Regions from separate parts of the Arachis hypogaea genome. Here region 1 is linked to region 2. A link is a contact called in public Hi-C data. All regions are on one chromosome and are shown on one strand. Each heading gives the region's core, a stretch centred on a gene start, on an enhancer-like site or on the middle of the called end of the contact. The rest is flanking DNA. Distances are from core to core; before and after follow the strand shown. Region 1 holds the start of LOC112783062 (rRNA-processing protein fcf2). Region 2 holds the start of LOC112786115 (probable serine/threonine-protein kinase At1g54610).

The links. A called contact is a pair of places that touch in the nucleus more often than the background predicts.
Region 1: a Hi-C map of an unstated tissue shows a contact between it and region 2, with 2.5 times the contacts expected there. The contact joins the promoter of LOC112783062 here to the promoter of LOC112786115 in region 2. A contact is called at or near these places in 2 of 8 Hi-C or Micro-C datasets (leaf and an unstated tissue).

What each region holds. Positions count from the first base shown.
Region 1 is chr20:108,321,939-108,328,347 of arahy.Tifrunner.gnm2.J5K5, forward strand. LOC112783062 (rRNA-processing protein fcf2) reads right to left here and starts at 4,924. Exons shown (of 6, transcript XM_025825817.3): 1 at 4,238-4,924; 2 at 2,967-3,201; 3 at 2,624-2,684; 4 at 1,911-1,988; 5 at 1,634-1,749; 6 at 1,043-1,402. The coding sequence starts at 3,199. The coding sequence ends at 1,291.
Region 2 is chr20:107,941,100-107,947,685 of arahy.Tifrunner.gnm2.J5K5, forward strand. LOC112786115 (probable serine/threonine-protein kinase At1g54610) reads left to right here and starts at 2,314. Exons shown (of 7, transcript XM_025829531.2): 1 at 2,314-2,752; 2 at 3,285-3,569; 3 at 3,665-3,982; 4 at 4,769-4,990; 5 at 5,122-5,222; 6 at 5,568-5,688; 7 at 5,794-6,227. The coding sequence starts at 2,321. The coding sequence ends at 6,093.

The DNA.
Region 1 (6,409 bases), core at 3,674-6,173, 380 kb after region 2:
CTTTAAAATCTTTAAACTTTTCTTTTGTTGGATAAGACGGAATTTAAATTTTTGACCCTTGCTTAAACATATAAATGAGTAGACTACTTAATCAAATCAAGTTGGTATTGGAATTTTCAACTTTATTAAAAGGGCATGATGATCAGCAAAGTTCATATATAACAATTGGGCCGTTTCTATGACATCTGAAACTAATTGGGCCTAAAGGCCCAAAAAAGTTTCCACGTTACTCAAAGAAGGGTTTGGCTTGTTGCCTTGTTCCCACTGGCACGTTTCCTTTTTGAGTAGTAGAATCGGTAATCGGCGACGTCGCTCCTGTTGGAAAGGGTTAGCTAATAGATCTCTCAGCTCAGCTGACATCCATGGTCATGGTATGTATACGCCTCTCTCGATTCCTCAACAAACTAGACAACATGGGTCAAAGCCGAAACCATGGCAGACATCTCCTCCTCCCTATTCAAACCCGGAAATATCATATGCATTGACGATGACAATGTAGAATTGTTGTTGTTTATCCTCTCATCAAGTTCCAATTCCCTCTTCTCAACAACCTTGTTTCCATTCTCTTGAGGATTCGCCACCTTTTCAATACAACACCAATACAACACCATTCGTTTATTGATGAATTATTGTGGAATATTACATTCAAAACTTATGTTTAATTCAAAGTTGTCGAGTAAAAGTAGCTTATTGAATATTTAAATTTTAGTTTGATGATGGCTTTGCATCTATATTTCTAGGATTAGTTTTGCTAACTAACCAACTAGGGTATTAACTCAATCTGATCTTTGTTCATGTTTACAAAAGACATGACGATAACTATTTTGTTTTGGGACAACCCGATCTTTCTATAAAGAAAATCCATTAATGAGTGTCGCAATTACCTTTGTTAAAAAATTTATTTGTATTTTGTAAAGAATTTTAAACGCCCACAAAATTAAATTCTTTTCAACATGACCACTACTACCACCACCTTTTTCATCCTCATCAATATCACTTCTACCTTTATTATTGATTTTGCATCAAAATGTTAATACGTCTCTTCATTCAAAATTTTACTCTTGACAACAATTTATAATTTACAAAGTCTCATCAAAGAAATTCTAGTAATTACCAAACATTTTAAACACGAGCATTGACACACAAATGCTGTAATTCCCTCAATAACTTAAAACTGTAACAGAGCATTATCGACGGACAAGAACTAGCGTAATCAAACCCCCCCCCCCCCCCCCAAAACAAAAACAAAAAGCAAAATAGCATCTATGAATTTTCCAAAGTGATTGAAATTCAATAAACCCTCCTTTCCTTTGCTCGCTTCCAGGAATTCTGACCCCTAATCTTCCACTTGGTATTCCCCACAGTTTGATTTTGTTCTTCAATTTCGCGTACCTTTCGCTTCCTACAATGAAGATGAATGAGGTGAGTAAATATCCCAAAAAGCATAGCAACAAATACAAACAAAACGAACAAACTTAAGAATGGTATTTTTGAATGGTCAAGACTTTTATGACCCAACTGCCTTATTTTGGCAGATAAATTAGACGATCCAGCCGATTGGTCCATTTTGACAACCCTAGTATTTTCTGATTAACCAGCGAAATCTGTCTTTTACTGCAAGTGCCTATTTTACCTATATGCCGCAAGCTTTTTATCAGAAAGCAACTCATCTGCAATGGTTGCTTTCCTCTCCTTCTTTGTTAATCTTTCCGAGTAGAATTCTGATGCATCTTCTACAACTGTTCCCACCTGGTCACATTCAAATGACAAAAATAAATAAATAAATATAAAATAAAATAAAGTAAAAATTCATTGCTCTCCAACAGAGATTGTAATTTTATACCAAGGAACATCAATCATATGCTTGCCTATGATATATATACAGATTGGGTATACAACAATGAACTTGCCTGGAAATACTTGGGAAGTGCCTTTGAGTTAGAATCACCCTTCTTATAGTGCCGTTTTGGATCTAACGCAGACCTCAACTGTAACAATAAACACAGTAAGAGTGTAAGGATCCCATTCCACTTGTGAAACTAAGGGATAAAAGTGTGTTATATAAAAAATAAATGTTAGGCGACCAATATTTTTCTCTTGTAGTCTTGCATTTGAGCCAACACTAATCAACTCATTTTTTTTTCTTTCACTGAAAGTATTAATCACCTAACATTCTCCAAAAAAATATTACATAGCTATTATCATGATTCAAATAACTGGGAACATACAAATTTGTTATTAATGAATATTATATACATGCCTACACATTTTACTCCCCAAATGCTAACCGATCCCATTGGACTTTCAGCTGCCTGAAAGTTTGTCTTCCCATTATAAGCATATACAATATAATTTACATCAATCAAGCTGAGAACACCAGCAAAGTTTTCAGGAAGCATCAAACACCCCACAAATCATTGAGGATAGTTAAGTTGGCCCAAAAAAAGGGGTAAAACAGACTATGAAAAGGGATCTTGTTAGGAAAACAGACTAACATGAAATAAAGTTAACTTGACAAAGAATCTAAATCTGAGTAACTGTTCTTTCCATTTTGAATGTAGGTACATGTTGCCCAATCCAAGGAAAACATAAAATGGCAAAGATATCAAAACTCAAAAATCACCTTCAACAACTTTAGATCTGTCTGCAACTCAGGAGTGATGGTTTGAGCAGGCATGTCAAACCTGACAAACATACAAATAAGATCAGATAACTACATATTACATAATTTCTTTTTATAGTTTCCCAAAAAGAGAGGGGGGGAAGAAAGATATAACTAAACAATCTCCTAATTCTATTTGATTAAAAATGGAAGTCACCACCCCTATACCCAGCCCAGCTAGTCAGCTGTGTAAAACTACTTAGACAAGTAATAAAAATAAGATTCTTCAGTTTTAAAAACAAAAAGAAACTTAACCATGGTTGCATTGCAAAAGAAAATTTGCTCCAGAAAATATATTGCATACCAATCTTTTCCAGCAGTATCTTTAGCTTGTTTTCTCAGTAATTTGTTTAACTTTCTAGGATCATTAGGAGGAACGAAAAGGCCATCAACAAGCTCTGTATTGGGTTTCCAAAGACTACTATTAGATGCCTCACTTTGAGGTTTGTTATGACAAGCATCTGTGGCTTTTGATGATGATGGAATCAACAGCTGTGGTTGCCATGAAAGTCCAACCAGCAGTTTACCCTCCGGCATCCCTATACTGAAGCAGATTGCACAATCAAATAACCAAGAGTTACATTTAATCTCTTTTTTAAAAGAAAAATTGACAATCTAAATGAGATATGCTAAAAAATATATTCTAACTTATATAACAAAACTATAGTAAATTTCATAAAACATCATGGAAATTGGAAACTATGCAAATATTTACGGCAAACTTTGAGAATTGCAGCAGTGTCTAACAAAATGAGCATGGTGGGGGACAAACCAAATTAAAATTAGGTAATATTAAGTTAAAAAAGGCATAAAACATAATATAAGGTTGGAAGTGCAGCCACATAACTCAAACAAAGTTTATATTTTCCACGTTGGGTATTTTATACAACTTGTTGAATTTCCATATTTTCTATTTCACATGTTTAAGTTTGATTTATTGGTTTTGGTTATTAGCGATGTCAAAATTTTGCATCGGGTCTTTCACTATGAAGACTTTCACTGTGAAGACGACGACAAAAGATAGGAAAAAACGAAGGTTGCTAGAACCGGACCGGTTTAATAGTGCCCAAACAAGCACTGAACCGCTTTAATTAAATATATACTAAAATTATTAAAAAATTAACTCTCCCATATGTGAATTTCTGTAAGTCAATCAAGTCACTCTGCAAAACATCTAAAACATGTATCCAGCCTAAGAATCATAAGCATAATTCAACTAAATCAACCAAATCATATGAAGCCATATAGTAAATTCAATGCAGAATTGTGGCAATATTTTTATTTTGAATCAATAACAGCAAAACAACAATTCACCAAAACAAATACAATAGATTGGATTTAAAAATTAATCTCAGCAGAATTAATAAATTAAAAATTAAATTTATAACTCAATCTCAGCAGAATTAATTCACTATGAACGGACTGAATTCAAATAAAAATTCAAAACATTCATATCTCAAAATTCAGCAGAATCATCAATAATTCATCATATGCATGTTCAGAATAAATTTCAAATTTCAGAGGGATAGAGTCAGGAGATAGAATCAGGGAGAGTTAGAGACTGAGACTTGAGACCTGAGAGGATTGAAGGCTTGAAGCAGAGAAGAAGAGACTTGAGACCTGAGACCTGAGACCTGAGACCTGAGACCTGAGACCTGAGAGGGTTGAAGCAGAGATCAGAGACTTGAGACACGACGAAAGGTAGAAAATCAGCGACTGCGGGACTCCACGCGAAGAAGAGAAGCAACGACGATGAGACACGATGCGGAGCAGAGAAGCAGAAACGACGCCGGCGAGGAGGGGAGAAGCAGAACGACGAGGAGGGGAGAAGCAGCGACGACCCACGGCGAGGAGCACAGAAGCGGCGACGATCCACGACGAGGAGCAGCGAAGCAGCGACAGAGAGAGAAGGGAGAGAAAGGCTCGGCGATGAGTTTGAGCTCTGAAGTGTGGGATTAGGATGGTGGGTGCCTGGGTGGTGGCTGTTATTCGAAGAGAAGAGAAGAGAGGATTATGGGTGGGATTAGGGTTTTCTGCTGTGTGTGAGAGAGAGAGAGAGAGGGCGCCCCGGGGGGGGGGGGGGGGGGGGGGGGGGTTTATTGAACCAAGGTTGCTGAGAACCAAAGTTCTAAAAACCGGATCATTGAACCGTTATAATTATTGATGGCTGGTTCTACTATGGCGAAAGTATAATGTGGTCCTCTAAGGATCAAGGCAGTTTATAAAATTTTAAGAAGTTTGTTGGTTCATTTTTAATATGGCAATTCATCATAAACTTCTCTTGTCACATAACCACAATCTGTGCCCCACACAAATGTTTGAACTGAAAATTTTTTTTTGTCATCCGCAAGAGTCTCCAAATCATATCACGTAGCAATATTTATATTTTGTTAAAATTAAAAAATATTGTTGTAAATTTTGTTAAAAATATATAATTATATAATACAATTTTTTTATTCAAATACTTGCAAATATATATTTTATTTTAAAATGTTATATACAAGATGATTTTGCTTTTTATAATTGAATTAAATTTTATTCTTTGCTTTTTATAATTGAATTAAATTTTATTCGTTGAGAGGTCAATATGCTGCATTTAGTGACGCATTTAGTGACGGACTCAGAAAATTTTAAGAATAATATATATATATTAAAATAAATTTTTGTTAAATATTATTAATTATACTAAAAATATAATAAAGATATAAAAATTAAAAAGAATTCAAAAATAATTTCATTCTCAATATTATTTATTATATATAATTTATAAAAAATATTTTTTATTTTTAAAATTTGAACGTAAAAATATTTTAATTAAATTATAAATAACTTATTATCCTAACTAATGTTGTTGTTATTTATTTTTATACACACCTAATAATAAAAGATTGAATCACTTGACACGTTAGCGCCTAATGATAAACATATATAAATATTAAAAAAATTAAACCAGTATATAAAAAGTATGTTTATATAAAATAATACAAATTTAATTTATAATTTTTTTTACCTTTTTTTAAAATAATTTAAATTTTATATATTTTTAATTTAATTTTAACATGATATCAGATTAAAGACTTTATACATATGTTTAATTATATATTATAATTAAAATATTTTTTCATATTTTGTCTTTTAGTTTAATTATTTTATTCTATTTTATTACTCAGGATCTCTGCTTTTGAAATAAAAACTCATTTAAATACCGTATAGATATAAATTATTTGTTAATAAATATTCTAATAATTTTTTACTGAAAATAAATTATTGACAAAAAAAAGGATCTTTTTCTTTATTTTTTAGTTATATTTAAATGTGAGTTTCAAAAAGAGACTTGAGGGATAAAAAATAATTTAACTATCATTAGATTAGACTTTTTTTAATTATATATTATGTTTTTTAAATTATATTACATAACCATATATTATATTTTTAATTAATATATAATATAAAATATTTAATTAAATATTATTTTATATTTAATTTAATTTTATTATTATTTTATGTTCACTTTTTTTTAAAATTAATTGTCTTTTTAATTGTAAAAAATTATTAAAATAAATATTAAATTTTATTAAACATTTATAAAAATAAACAAAAATACTTTTATTAATCACATAGTATTTACTTTTTTAATTTATAGATGTTTAATAAAATTTAATATTTATTTTTTATATAATTAAAAATAATTAATTTAAAAAAGAGTGAATATAAAATAAAAAAGTTAAATAAATATAAAAGTAATAT
Region 2 (6,586 bases), core at 1,064-3,563:
TCAGGGGTCTCTAACATCTGGTTCTGCAATGATTTGGGTAAATACCTGAGAATTAGCATCGGCCATGCCAGAGCTTCCAAGAGGACGACTCAGGAGGTTATTGAAAAAATTTCGAGGAAGCTCTCTAGTTAGAAAGAATGCCTGCTGAATAAGGTAGGGAGGCTTTGTCTTGTCAAATCGGTTATGGCCTCTATCCCGATTTATGACATGCAAATTTCTTTTCTCCCAAAGTATGCATGTAATAAAATTGATTCCTTGATAAGATAGTTCTTATGGAAAGGCCAAGCGACAAGGAAAGGGCGGTCTTTGGTCAGGTGGGAGGTCACCATAACTCCTAAAAGGGCAGGAGGATTAGGTATTAGGGATACTTCCTATGCCAACATGGCGCTTTTGGAAAAGCTGGTATGGGATTGTCTAAATAATAGCGAGAAGTTGTGGGTGCAGGTTCTGAAGCATAAATATCTCAGAAATCAGTCTAGTATAAGCAGAAACAGTAGAAATTCTTCATCGGCTACCTGGAAGAACATTGTTACTACTTATGAGCATCTCAAGAAAGGACTTCATTGGAATGTTGGGGATGTTCACAAATCAGTTTGGTATGATGAGTGGACTCCTTTTAGTAAGCTGTGCAACCTTGTTCCTTATGTGCATATTTTTGAATCAGATTTCATAGTGGCTGACTTGTGGAAAGGGGTATCTTGGAAGGTTGATATTCTTACCACGTCTATTTCGCATGAGATTAAGCAGTTTATACGTGGTCTGAGATATCCTAGTTCAACTGAGTTGGAGTCACAGTGGGATTGGTGGCCTGCAGCAACAAAAGAGTATAGTGTAAGGGAGGGTTATAGATGATTATTGGAGAAAACATTGAATTGGAATGCCAATAGTAACTGGAACTGGCTGTGGAATACTAACATTTCGGAGAAGTTTAAATTCACAATGTGACTTGGCTTATATGATACTCTACCGATTAAGACCTTTCGATTCAAGCAACATTTAGCTTCTTCAGATATGTGTAAGAGATGTAACAAGGCGCAGGAAACAATGGAACATTGCCTTAAAGACTGTGAACGATCAAAGACAATTTGGCATATATTGGATCTTGGTATCCTGGACTCGACAGTTGGTACTGCTCTTAAAGAATGGTTTCGGAAGGCCTTAGCTGACAATGAAGCGTCTTTTGATGCAGGACTTTGGTGGGTATGGATACATATGTGCAATGACATATTCAATACTAACAACCCTTGGACAGATCACAAGGTTATTGTCTTGGCCAAAATTACCGCCAAGGACTTACAGGTTTACAGGAATCGAAACTATGCCTTTAAGTCTCTCCAAAATCGTTTGTGTTGAGAACCACCGGCACGCAACAGTTTTAAAGTTAATTGTGATGCAAACTTGTATCTAGATACAAATGTAGTGGGATTTGGGTGTATTATTAGAGATTGTAAGGAAGGTTGGATCTCGGGTTGCTCTGGAAGCATTTTTCCTGGTCTATCATCAGATGTGAATTATTTGCTGCTTGGAGGGGGTTGGTTTTAGCTTGAGATTGCGCTTTGAGGAATATTACATGTAAAACGGATTGCCTTGACATTCTGTTCATCATGCATAATCTTAAAAGTAGGTATTCATCTGAAGTAATAGATTTGCCCTTCTCTTCTTCACGTTGAGTGGGTGTTTCGGGAAGCAAATAGAGCTGCGAATTGGATGGTTAGATATGGTGCCAAGAGTAACTCTAATCATGTTATTTGGTCTGAGCTTTATGTTGATTTCCAGCAAATTATTCACTCGGATATAGAATGGTGTTTGCTTTGTTTCTTTGCATGTTTAAAAAAAAACCCTTATCTTTATATTGACCCTAAAACAAAAGTAGAGAAAGAAATGGATGCTTCGGCATTGGATATGTTAAAGTCCAATTACAAAAAACAGAATGAAGCCAGACTGTGACGTATTTTGCTGTTTGTATAATGTAACGCCAGCCTTGGCAGCAGAAAATAACTAACAATCTACCATTTCGTTAAGACCAGAGATCCTACGTTGTTTATAGTCCAATAATTAGAATTCAAAATTTAACTGACGGAAAAACCATAGGCTGAGACACTAGTATCTTCTCCTCATTGGAATATTCTTATTATTCCTTCTTAAATCTTTACCATGTGCCAGCTTAGAGGGACGGTTCCATATATCTGTTTGTTTCGTTTGCTTCTTTGCTAGTGAGGCCAGAATCACTTTCTGGTTTCTTCTTCACACAGCTCCCATTTTTAAGTAACTGTTATTTCATTGACTTTGGTTGTTACTGAAACATACGTACATATTTGCCATGGGATGTGTCTTCGGCCGGTTAATGGTCGATTCTCCACCTCGCAAACAGGTCAAGTCTAAGCGGCGTCACGGTCACCATGGCAACAAAGCTATGACCAAGAAAGGTTCAAGGAAACATCATCCTTCTAAGTATGCGGATATGAAAAGGGAGAGTAGGAGACAGAGTGTGAAGGAGAATAATAATAATAATAATATTAAGAATAATTTATCCGGAGCAGTTGAACAGCAGGTTTTGCGAGGTGGAAAAGAAAGTTTGGCTGCTCCCAAAGAAGAGAAGAAGATTGAGAGAGAAGACGATGATGAAGAGAAGAATATTGCAGGATATGAATTTGTTGATGGATGGCCAAAGTGGCTGGTTGATAATATCCCAAGATATGTTCTTGATACTCTTGTTCCAAAGAGTGCTGATTCCTATATAAAACTGGGAAAGGTAACAATACTAAGGAGGCATGTCTTAGGTTGTATCTAGACCAACTCTTTTTGGTCAATATTAGCCGACTATTTTAAAATTGAGTTATGCTAAGTGTACATTAAAATCAGCCACTAAAGTTAGTTACAAGTATAAAATACATGTTAGAATACAAATATACATTAAAAATAAATTAAACCACACATGTATTTATACACAAATATATTGGTGACTGATTTTGATGTACAAATAGTATTTTTGTTTAAAATTATGTTATTTATTTTAAATTTTAGATCCTAACTCATAAGGTTGGCACTTATATACATATTGGAAGGGTACATACCATACAGAGACATGCTTTATTGAAAAAAATAAAGGGACCTATATATGTTATCCACCCTCTCTGTCTATATCTCTGTACATTCTCACTATGTATCTCAGTAAGCACCAAATTATAAATATTTAGTTCTAAATTCTAAAAGGTTAATGTTCGCTAACTAAAAATTGGTTAGTGAACTTTTTCTAATAAAAAACTTATAATATATGCATGCAGGTAGGATGTGGAACATATAGCAATGTGTACAAAGCAAGAGATAAGCGAAGTGGGAAGATTGTTGCTTTGAAGAAAGTGAGGTTTGACACATCTGATCCTGAGAGTATAAAGTTTATGGCGAGAGAGATTATGATACTTCACACATTAGATCATCCGAATGTGATCAAGCTTGAAGGAGTAGCAACATCAAGAATGCAATACAGTATATATTTGGTTTTTGAGTTCATGCATGCTGACCTTACACGAATTATAGCCCGACCGGCGGTGAGACTAACTGAACCACAGGTTTGGTTTTAATTAGAAGATGTGATTAGTTGAACTTTCATATATCAATATATAACTTTGTAATAATAGAGTGCTTTATGATTTTGTTGCAAAAGATAAAGTGTTACATGCAACAACTGCTTTGTGGGCTCCAATACTGTCACGAAAAGGGTGTTATCCACCGAGATATTAAATCTTCAAACTTGTTAGTAGACACAAGAGGGGTGCTGAAAATTGCAGATTTTGGTCTTGCACATTCTTTTGACATCAAATCCAATGGCCCTCTTACAAATAAAGTGGTGACTCTTTGGTATAGAGCTCCTGAACTTCTCTTAGGTTCAACTAATTATGGATTTGGAGTTGATCTCTGGAGTGCTGGATGCCTATTGGCTGAAATGTTCGTTGGAAGACCGATAATGCCGGGAAGAACAGAGGTAAAAATAAAATAAAGAATGGATAAAAATAATACACACTAAATATCATATATGAATTAATTTTTTTCGTGCTGGATTAAAATGCTATGGAAAAAAAAAAACACAAAATTATCCACCAAAAATTTAAAATCTCAAAAGTACACATGAAAGATAAATTCCATTGATTATATCCACTAATCGGTCATGCAACTTTGAAAAGGCTTAACACGTTACGAATGTGATCATTTACATCAATTATCTCAAGGTCATCAGGTGCATCAACATGATGCCCTTAATAGAGTTCAGAGATATAGGAGATTATGCAGAAAGTGTTGAAGCAGAGGAAACAGAATTATGATCAATGAATGAAATTAAAGAGTATTGTTATTGTTTTTTTATCACTATATACAAGTCTTATATACTAGTGTGGTTCTAACCATCTCACAATAGGAAGTAACAACTAACTGCTCTAACAATTCTCTTATCTGACATAACAAAAATCAGTTTCCTTGTTTGCTAAGTAACCTCCTTCTTTCTTGTTTAGCTCCCAATAAACATGTACAGTAGTACCAACTAGGGAAATAATGTGGCACGTGTGAAGTCCCCTTCATGGTTACACAGATCACTTTGACAAATTGGTGGATATGACTAATGAAATTTATCTTCTATCTGATTTTGGATATATATATATATATATTGTATTTTTCCTAAAATAAAAAGTCTTAATTGAAATTTGGGAAGGAATAAAAAACATGTCAATTTTGGCTTGGATTCTAATTAATAAGTACTTTGATTTGATGTTTGTAGGTTGAACAGCTTCACATGATCTTCAAACTTTGTGGTTCTCCTTCAGATAATTACTATAGAAAACTGAAGTTAACAAGCAGCCATCGTCCGTCACAACGTTACAGACCTAACTATAACGGAAACTTCCCGAACCTTCCTTCGTCTTTCCTTCATCTCTTGGCCACGCTTCTTGATCTTGACCCTTCACACCGTGGCACCGCTGCCTCTGCTCTTCGAAGTGAAGTGAGCCATTTTGATATTTTATTTTTCTCACGGTTTTTTTATATGTTAAGTTTATTGCAACTAATTAGTTAGTTATGCAAGTTGGTTAAGTTTCCTTTTACTCACTTTAATTTTAACTGATTATTATATAGTTTTTCAATTCAAGTCCGTTACCGTGCGACCCTTCAGACTTACCAGCAATCTACAATAATAATAATGATGAGGATGAACGAATTCATCAAAAGAGACGTAGGTAAGCTATTATATATTCCACATACTTGTACATATGATGCTATTTTTAATTTCTACATGAACACCAACTTGTGAACTTGTACATACCAACACGTGAATGAAATATACAGAAACGGATCATTATAGAGTGATAATAATTCAAAGTTATCTTATTTAATTCAATATCTATAATTTTATACATGTAACATCGATAATTATATACTTATTGCATTTAATTTCAGTCAATTATTATAGAACTAATTATGAAATGCAAAATAAAATAAATGATAATTAAAAGATATAAAATAAAATAATTTTGGACTGTTGTTTTACTAATTTTTTATTGTGTACCAAATATTATGGATAGACACAGGGTTCCGAAAAGAGGGCAAGTGTCTCAACCCAATACAAATCATGTTAGTCAATTGGAAAAGAACAACCAAACAGCTGAACATTTCAAGAGAGATTCAGAATCGTCCACCAAAGAGGTGAACCAACGTATATAATTCACAAATCCACCTTGTTACTTACGTTTAATGAATATATATAGAGAAATTAATCATGTTATAATGATAATAAATTGAGACGTTCAGGATAAGAAAGAACAAGAGAAGCAGGGGCAAGAAACAGGCACTGTTAGTTCAAGCAGCACATCATCGAGCTCCAAAAATATTATGAACATGAATAATGCATCCTCAACAACATCATCAATTTTCTCTAGTAATGGCAAAACTGAAGCACATCCCAATTATGCTCTCTTACACCCATATGTGATTGGAGTGATCAATCATAATAATAAGAACGAAGCCAATAATGAATCCCACCAACGTAAGACCCTCTCAGCATTGGATCTAAGATTTGATACAGAGAAGCTATCAAATCTTTCTGAATAGCCTAAAGTTGAAGGATCTAACTTTGATCCCATTATGTTGAGAAAAGTTTTCTTTTCCTTTTTTTTCTTCTTCTATTGTTATCATCAGTTAATCTTGCAATATTATTATTATTATTATTATTATTATTATTATTATTATTATTATTATTACTATTATTATTATTATAAATTAAAAAGTGTACAATTTAATGGAGTTTGCGGCTGCTGACTTATGTTTCTTGTCTTTAGATTTGCCTCCTCGAGGAGTAAGTTGTGTAGACAATTACACTTAACAGGAAATGGATCCTCTCCATTTTTTTTAATAATTGAGGGAGTAAAGTATGATCTTTCACTATTAATTTTATAAGTGTGACCAAGAATAAATATAAGAGAGGAAACAATGAAAGGTTAGAAATCACACTTTACATTGTCAATTTTTTTTAACAATTGAGGGAGTAAAACAGAGGGTGTATTGGGAAGAGAAAGTATAGAGAGCCAACATTTTTATTAAAATC